Regions from separate parts of the Mus musculus genome. Here region 2 is linked to region 1. A link is a contact called in public Hi-C data. All regions are on one chromosome and are shown on one strand. Each heading gives the region's core, a stretch centred on a gene start, on an enhancer-like site or on the middle of the called end of the contact. The rest is flanking DNA. Distances are from core to core; before and after follow the strand shown.

Region 1 (4,095 bases), core at 128-2,627:
GGGTTTCTCTGTGTAGCCCTGACTGTCCTGGAACTCTCTCTGTACACCAGGCTGGCCTCGAACTTAAGAAATCCGCCTGCCTCTGCCTCCCAAGTGCTGGAATTACAGGCATGCACCACCACTGCCCAGCTGCTCTTTTTTTTCAAGTCTTTTTTTTTTTTTTTTAACTTGCAGTCAATGCTTTGGACCACTATTGCCACCCCCTCCCCTTCTCTCCACTTTTTGACCCACCCCTTAGCAGGACAGATCCAGGGCACTACCCAGGGGTACTTGCTGTGGGCACCTGAGCCTGGCCTGGCAGTGGGAGCACCTCCCAGAGGCCACTCTGGCCTGAATCCAAACACCCAAGCCCCTCCCAGCTACCCTAGGCTGTGGAACTCTGCACAGGTCATTTCACTCCCCACCTCCAGTTGTTCTGGCCGCCTAAGTATAGCTAGGGGCCCAGTACAGAGTACAACATGGGCGACGGGACCTTCCACATGTTATAGGCTGCATAGATTACTACTAGAGCCTCCAACTTGCAGCCTAGGGCCCAGGCGACCCTCCACTACAGGCAGAGCACCAATCAAGGCTGCAGATACTGCTGCCAATGTAAAAAAAAAAAAAATCACGAAGGTTGGAATTTTAATTTTTTTCTAATGTTGGTTCACTATTTTGTTTGTTTGTTTGTTTGTTTGAGTATGACCAGGATCAAAACAGGGCACACTGGGCGAGAGGGACAAATAAAGCTTGTCCTCTGGTCTCTGCACACATTTCGGTTTATCTTCAACTGAGGGCTTTGGGTCATTGTCCCAGTGCCTCCAGGGGACTGGTGATATCCACGTAAGAGCCGGATCCATGCCCTTAACGTCTCTCTTCCTTCCCCACCCTTACTGGTAGTCCTAAACCACCTGGTGGTCCCGACTCCCAGCGCTCTCGAACTTGGAACTTCCTATCCTTCAATGTGAAGGTCAAAGCCTCCGTATTCCCGTGGGAGACAGAGAGCGCAGGTAACACAAACTACCATAACCAGAGAAGGTGAAAAAACTCGGGCTCCCAAACCCAGGACCAATGCCCAAAAGAGCCACCCACTCGTAGGCTCGGGACAACCCAGTCGCCACCCACAGGTCTGCGAGCTGGATCCAATGCCCTTTCCGTAGCGACCGGCGTTGACAGTGTGAGAGACACGCGACCCGTCGCCCAGCTCTGGCCTGTGCCTGGGCCTCCTCCGGCCCCGCCCCTCCCCCAGGGCGCTCCAGAGGCGGAGCGGAGGATCGGAGCGGGCGGCGACAGCAAGAGGCGCCGCGAGGGCGGGCCAGGGGCGGGCCGGGGCGGAGCCGCGACGAACTGCGGAGACGCGGCGGCGCACGGGGCGGTGCAGAGCGTTCTCGGCGCTGAGCTTTGCGGGCGGGTGCGGGCGCGCGCGGCTGCGGGGCGCTGTGGCGGGGGCCGGGCTGTACGCTAGCCGAGCCGGGATCGGGGCGGGGAGCAGCCACGGCGCCGCCGAGGCCCGGGGCCCGCGACGCTGCGCACAGCCTGGGCGCCGAGTAGCCGGGCCGGGCCGGAGCGCGGGCGGCGGTGGCGGCGGCGGTGGCGGAGCAGCTGCGCCCCCCGCCCTCCCAGGCCCGGCGCCCGGGCCGCTGGCGATGGTGACACATGCGGCGGCGGCGCGCCGGCGGCAGGACCATGGTTGAGCGCGCCAGCAAGTTCGTGCTGGTGGTGGCGGGCTCGGCGTGCTTCATGCTCATCCTTTACCAGTACGCGGGCCCGGGGCTGAGTCTGGGCGCGCCCGGTGGCCGCGTGCCCCCCGACGACCTGGATCTCTTCCCCACGCCGGACCCACATTACGAGAAAAAGTACTACTTCCCGGTGCGCGAGCTGGAGCGCTCGCTGCGCTTCGACATGAAGGGCGACGACGTGATCGTCTTCCTGCACATCCAGAAGACCGGCGGCACCACCTTCGGCCGCCACCTAGTGCAGAACGTGCGCCTCGAGGTGCCCTGCGACTGTCGCCCGGGCCAGAAGAAGTGCACCTGCTATCGGCCCAATCGCCGCGAGACCTGGCTCTTCTCTCGCTTCTCCACGGGCTGGAGCTGCGGGCTGCACGCTGACTGGACCGAACTCACCAACTGTGTGCCCGGTGTGCTAGACCGCCGCGACCCAGCAGGTCTGCGTTCGCCCAGGTGAGCGCCCGCTGCGGGAAAGTGTGATGGCGGGGGGGGGGGGGGGTACCCCTAAGCCCCGGGCCAGATCTGCCCTCTCCTCTCTTGGGGCCCCTTCCAGTCTGCGGGATCCCAGGATTCCCATCTCATCCTTCCCTACACCTGCCACTCCTGACCTCTGATCCCTCTTTTCACCCTCTGTTCCGTGCCTCTCCTCGCCACTGGCCTGTCTGCGCAGTGCCCAGACTTCCTCCTGGGTCACTGCCCGCTGCTCTCTGTCCACCCTACCTGCTATGCACTGCGGGCTAGCCTGAGAGATAAACCTCGGGGACTAGAGGTCCAGGCTTGGCTCTAGAGGCAGAAAAACAGGTGTGTCTCTGTGTGCATGTGTAGCCCGTACCCGTCTAGTACTAAAAGTGGAGCAAGAGAAATGCGGTTCCTCTTCCTGTGCACCTGTGGTATCTCCAGGCCCTCCGGTGCCTGCCAGCCTGGGGAGGAGCTGCCAGGAAAGGGGTGGGCTCTGCCTGCCGGTGTGTGCAGGTAGAACAAAGGCCCGTGTGACCCAGACTGAAGTCGGAGAGAAGGCAGCACTACCTGGCCTCCCCAGCCACAGAAGTGGAACAAAAGCCTCCAGTTGAGGACTGACTTCCCTAGAAATCTATCCACCGGCCAGGTTAGGGATAGCTGAGACCGTCAAAGCTACTTGTAAAGCCAGGGACCTCCCAGCAAGGCCCATCACTCTCCTCCTTGTCTGGGGATGTGAGTGAGGGCCAGCCCCTCTGAAAGCACTTTGTAAAGTTGAGATTGTAGCCCTGTTTCTGTTGGTGCCCAGTGATCCTCCTGGGATTACCTTCTTCCTAACCCGCCCCACCCCACCCCAGGAATTAGGGCTTCTAGCCTGCCTTTGTTTCTCTTCCATATTTGCTGTAGGACTGAACTTACAGAGGAGCTAGGAAGTGGGTGTGGACAAATTTTAACTGAAGTCGCTATTTTCCTTGGTACACTTGGGGCAGGAAGGTGCTGGCTCTCCTGTGGGGTTGGGACTCTAGGGTCCAACCAACCTGGAGCTGTTTGCATGCTTTACAGGCTGCTAGAGTTGAGTGGTAGATACACACACTGCACCCCACGCCTAGCAGTGCTCAAGCCAAGTGGAGGTATTCCATGGCCCTAACCTGGACCCAGAGTCTCCTTTCCAGGCCCTCGAAACTGCTTCCTGTCCACATAAGCTCTGCCGTACACACGTACATGTTTCAGTTCCAGGACCCATCCCAATAGTTCAGCCATGCTATGCTTGAGTCCAGGTCTGGCCATAGCAGCTGTCCACTGATCCACCAGTCAAGGCTGTGGGTGCCCATTGCTGGGCACACGCCAGCAGGCCCAGGGAAGTCCTCTCTGTCAGCAGGACGTGGGGCTTGAAACAGTGGACATGCTAATCATAGGAGGTCTAGGCAAACTGCATGCATGCTGCTCTTAGAGCTGTAGAGAGGCCAGAGCTTCGGGGTGAGCCTACCCCTCACGGACCACACTGCCCACAGATTGTAACAGAGTGAAGGACCACAGTGCCCCTTGACTAGAAGTTTATCAGAGGCTCATGATGGAAGGAACAGGGAGGTGCATGGCCCCAGATGCTGTTCACAGGCCTTGACTGCCTGCAGAGGGTGTAAGGGCCAGGGATGAAGAATGCAGGGTGGTCTACTGATTCCCCCCTCCTTGGGGGAGGGGAGGGCGGGACTTGCTGACTCAGCAACAATGGGCAATGTGGGGAGGGGCCCCCAGGGCTCGTGGTTCCAAAGCTTGTAACTGTGCCACCCAATAGGTGACACTGGGTTTCTCTTCATAGTGCTCCATTTGTTTAAGGCACTAGGTAAATGACTTCCCCTCCCCCGCCACCTCTGGCCCCCCAAACTAATCTAAGAGACTTTTATGTATTGAACTCCTGGCTGCCCCTGAGTTC
Region 2 (4,618 bases), core at 1,737-4,236, 3.3 Mb after region 1:
ACTCAATGGACACAGGCTGCCTTACTGCCCATATACTGAAGACCAGCCCAGGCTGAGTTGGGCTCACCTCCTGCAGTTCTTTTTTTTTTTTTTTCTTTCGAGACAGGGTTTCTCTGTGTAGCCCTGGCTGTCCTGGAACTCACTCTGTAGACCAGGCTGGCCTTGAACTCAGAAATCCACCTGCCTCTGCCTCCCAAGTGCTGGGACTAAAGGTGTGCACCACCACTGCCCGGCCTGCAGTTCTAAGATATGTTCCAGCAAGTTCAACCACAAAAGGGGAGTCACCAGAGGTTGCTAGGGAGTTAGTTGAGGGTATAAGAATTGACTAGCCACTTTGTTTGGAGAAGGTTGTGCACGGAACTCCGTGCAGATGCATGTCCCAGGGTGCTAAGCTGCCTCTGAAAACTACCCACTTTAGGAGCTCATGGTTTAGGAGCCACCTAGATGCTGGCTGCATGAAGCTAAAGTTCCTTCTAGGGCTCTATTAAGATAGACAGGTCTGTAATTTCTCCTCTTCTGTAAAATGATGATGGCTCCTTCTTGGTTCTCTAGCTAGGATCCATTTTGGATACCATGAGGTTGCTATAGATATGTACCCTTGATTGCTCTATCCTGAGGGTGGGGGTGGAGTGGGCAGGAAATATTTTTCATTCACCAAGAGGAACATTTGGAAAGAACTTGAAATGAACCCTAAAAACATGAAGTCTGTATGGAACTCTGACCTATTTTTTTCTCTTACCCTAGCATTGTCTAAGGGTTAGAGATTGGGTTTTTCTGGAAACAAACTTATAGTTTAATTGTAGTCATACTTTAATTGATGGTTAGACTCCTAAGTGGAACAAGATTGTTAATGGACACAGTGTATTCATTCTCCTAAGGCTGTCTATCTGGAAGTCATTAAAAGAGGGTGGAGTATGCTGTGCTCCTAATTTAATTTAACTCTGCCTGAATTGTGCACATGTTCAAAATTTGGGTTCGCTCAAAAACCTATAATTGTGTAATTTTCCACTAAATGCATGCATCATGGGAATTGTAATCACTGACCTCTTCATTCATTATCTTTGCTTATTAAAAGGTCATTCTGTAACTACATCTGTGTCCCAGAAAAACCATGATCATACTGTCTGGAAAAGTACAGTGTCTTGGCTCAAGAGTCAAGATTGAATGTGACCTCAGTTTAAGATACTACAAACAAACTAAAATTGTAACACCTTCTGTCTCTAACAACTAAAATCCCCTTGTACAAACAACATTGTTGTCATTGTTAGACAAGGTATCACTATGTAGCTCTGGCTGGCTTGGAACTCCCTATATAGATCAGGCTGTTCTGCAACTTACAGAGCTCCACCTGCCTCTGCCTCCCACTGTGGAATTAAAAGTGTGTGCCACCACACCTGGCGAAGTGAAGCAGTTCCTAGTCATGACTTTGCACTCTTGCCAAAATGTCCTAGTAAAAATTTAGCGATATAAAATGGCTTTAATTTCTGTTCATGTTGTAGCTTGACGATCTCAAAGTCAGCCAGTAATATACTGAAAAAAATCTAATCTGAGTCATCTAGAGAAATGCTATTAGTGCTCAGATGGACTTCATATTATGGAGATAAATAGCCTTGCTTTTCTGTAGAAAAGCTCATTAGAAATGAGGCAGGGGAATTTTTTTTCCTTTTTGATTTTTTAGCTTAATCATGTGTGGACGGATATGTCTAGTTTATTGACTCCTTAAATTATTCATGTTTTACTTTTAGTATGAAGTCAGGAACTCACAGCCTTTTATAAACTCAGCTTTTCTAATTAACCATTATTTATTAACCATAACTAATTATCATTTCTTGCTCAAGTCAGCACACTCTGACTAGTGGGCTCCTCTGTCTTCTTGCTAAAGATCCCAAATTCACATTTTCATATTCTCTTTATAGCCCTTCCTCCCTCTCCCTCCCTCAGTCTCTACTCTCCCCTTCCCTCTCTCCTCCCCTTACTCTTGGATCTAGTCTCATTGTGTAGCCAAGACTGGCCTCTGTGTAGTCCGTCCTTAATTTGGCATCCTCTTGCTCTGCCTCCTGAATGCATCGCTCCAGACTTCCTTTTAAATTATTTTTGAGTGGCTCTGCTTGGGAGATTGCGTTGCAATTTTCTGAGCTCAACCCCAGTACCAATCAGCACTCCCATAGAACCCCTTCTGGTTTGGATTCTCTAAGAACTAGAACCGAGCCTGTCTGCTCCTTTCCTCCTAGCCCCACTGAGAAGTCATCAGATATTGTCAAGCGTGTTTAGCCCACTACAGTCAAGGATATCTCGAACTCCTGATCACCTAACTCAACCCACAAAGTTCTGGGATCACAGGTGTGCACCACCACACGTGGCTGTGGACACTATTTTCTTAAGAGAGAGAGAGCAGTTGCCTGTCCACCCCAAGTCTGACCTTTGGGGAATCCAAAGGCCCCAGCATCCCTTAGCCAAAGGAGGCAGAGACATAGGTTCCTTGTAAGATCGTGGAGTTTCTGCCTGCCTGTCTTCTTGCCTGTGAGATCCTGAAACTTGCTCATTGCTGAAACTCCAATAGACAGGCTATTCGGACATGTTTAGATTCGGAGATCTATTTTCTACGGACGTGCCTGGCATTTCCGTGGGCATTTTCGACTTGGAAAATAAATTCTTTTGTTGTCGTCTCGGTCATTCCGGGGACCTTCCGCCAAGCACAGTATCTAATAGATTAAACAAACGTAGAGTGAGTGAGCGAGTGCACCCGAAAAACTGGAGTATCTTCCCTCCCGGCCGGGCGTTCCGAATCCGGGTTCGGGTTGGGATTTAAATCCCATCCCGCACCTCCACTGCTCAAGGCAGATTGCAAGAAGACTGACAAGATCGACCCCGCCCTGGGCCCGCCCTGGGTCCGCCCCATGCCGCTCGCTCCGCCCCTGACGCGCGCTGTATTTACGCCCCAGCCTAACTCCTAACTTCCCTCGCCACACCTCTTCCTCCTCGCCTCCCCGTGACCCGGAAGTTGTACGGCTACGCGACTTTCCCTCCCACAAACCCTCGCGCCCTTCCTTTCCTACTTGGGCCCGGCAGAGTGAGTATGGCTGCGGGGTCGCGGCTCTGAAATCCGGCGCCATCCGCGCCCGGCGCGGGACGGGCAGGCTCGGTGGGGTTTGTCCCGCGCCGCGCGGAGGCTCTGCGGTCCGGGGCGGTGGGAGGACGGCCTGCGGGGTACGGGTGCACCTTAGCTCGGGCTTGGGCTTTCCCACTACCTGCTTAGAGCCTCCCTCCCTGTCGCCTGCGTCTAGATGGCTCCCGCAAAGAAGGGTGGCGAGAAGAAGAAGGGCCGTTCTGCCATCAACGAGGTGGTGACCCGAGAATACACCATCAACATTCACAAGCGCATCCATGGAGTGTGAGTACCGGGCGGGCGGTGTGGCCCGCGACCCCCTTCGGGCTCCGGCCGGGCTGGGCTGTCACCCGCGAGCCTTGCTTACAGACTGGGTGCTCTAGAGGGCAAGCGGGTTTATTCCGGTGTGGTTGTGTGTACGTGGAAGGTGTGCGGGGTTTGGCTTGCACGGCAACCGGCTAGGAAATGGAGACTGGAGGCTGTGATGGAGTTTGAGGGAGCGGTTAGACTTGGGGAAGGTTGGTGGTGCTAAAACGTGAGTTCTGGTAATCCGGACGTGTAAAAGGAAAGTCAGTGACTTGTACGCTGCAGGAAAGTGGCCGGTTACTACCTCAAGTGCGAAATACGATTTTTTTTTTCGTCGTCCGATTATACAGATTTGTGCAAATTCGGGGCAAGTTGTAGTAAAGTGGCGGTTACAGAGAGTGATTGCGGTCCTTATTTGTACACGACCTATCTGCATTTGCGTTCCAGCCCTAGAGCTTGAGTTCTTGGACTTGATGGTTTAGTATTTTCGGAGAGATTTTGCCGGGTTGAAATGTGTGTCTGCACCTAGTGGGTTGCCCCAAGGTCTTTGCCCGGTATGAATACTGCTGGTGGTCGGCCACGTTCCTTCCTCTATGGTTGGGCATATTAAGCACTATGAAGCACTATTTAGGCCTGTGACAAAGTGAAAGTAGGCCACAAGTTAAAGGTGGTGTGGGTGTTGCCCAGTATGTGGAAGGAAGAGTCGCTCTCAGGTGAAAGGTACTCTTTAAAAGCAGCCTTGAATAGAGCATTGTAGAAGCGAGTCGTACCCCCCCCCCAGGCCTTTTGTATTTTGTTGATAAGGCCCTATGTGAGAATCTCTAGCCTCCTTCATTCTTTGGTAATTTCTTGGTCCCCATTGTGGTGTAAACCAAGCCTCTGCTTTGTTCCACTCCTTGCTTTCCCTGTCTCATTCATTCGGGTAGTAGTTGAGCCCAGTGCTAGGTCTGCCCTCTGAGATCTACTCACTGACTGCGGCAGCCCCACTTTTTCCAATTCCCTAACCATAACATTGAGATTGCTCAGTGCTCCATCTCTTTCCTGGTCTTTGTAAGTGATACCACCTGACTGGTTGCTTGCGTGAGTTTTTTTCAAGCTAGCTGTGAAGTGGGTTGTCTGGGCACTAGAGACAGGCTGCGGGTAGGTAGAATAGAGAAAGCAGATGCTCTTTGTCTCACTTGGAGTGGACTTGACGGGTGTTGAACA

What was found. A called contact is a pair of places that touch in the nucleus more often than the background predicts.
Region 2: a Hi-C map of natural killer cells shows a contact between it and region 1, with 12 times the contacts expected there. The contact joins the promoter of Rpl31 here to the promoter of Hs6st1 in region 1.

What each region holds. Positions count from the first base shown.
Region 1 is chr1:36,067,023-36,071,117 of GRCm38.p6, forward strand. Hs6st1 (heparan sulfate 6-O-sulfotransferase 1) reads left to right here and starts at 1,378. Exons shown (of 2, transcript NM_015818.2): 1 at 1,378-2,162. The coding sequence starts at 1,636.
Region 2 is chr1:39,364,865-39,369,482 of GRCm38.p6, forward strand. It overlaps Rpl31 (ribosomal protein L31), which reads left to right and starts at 2,987. Exons shown (of 4, transcript NM_001252218.1): 1 at 2,987-3,391. The coding sequence starts at 3,285.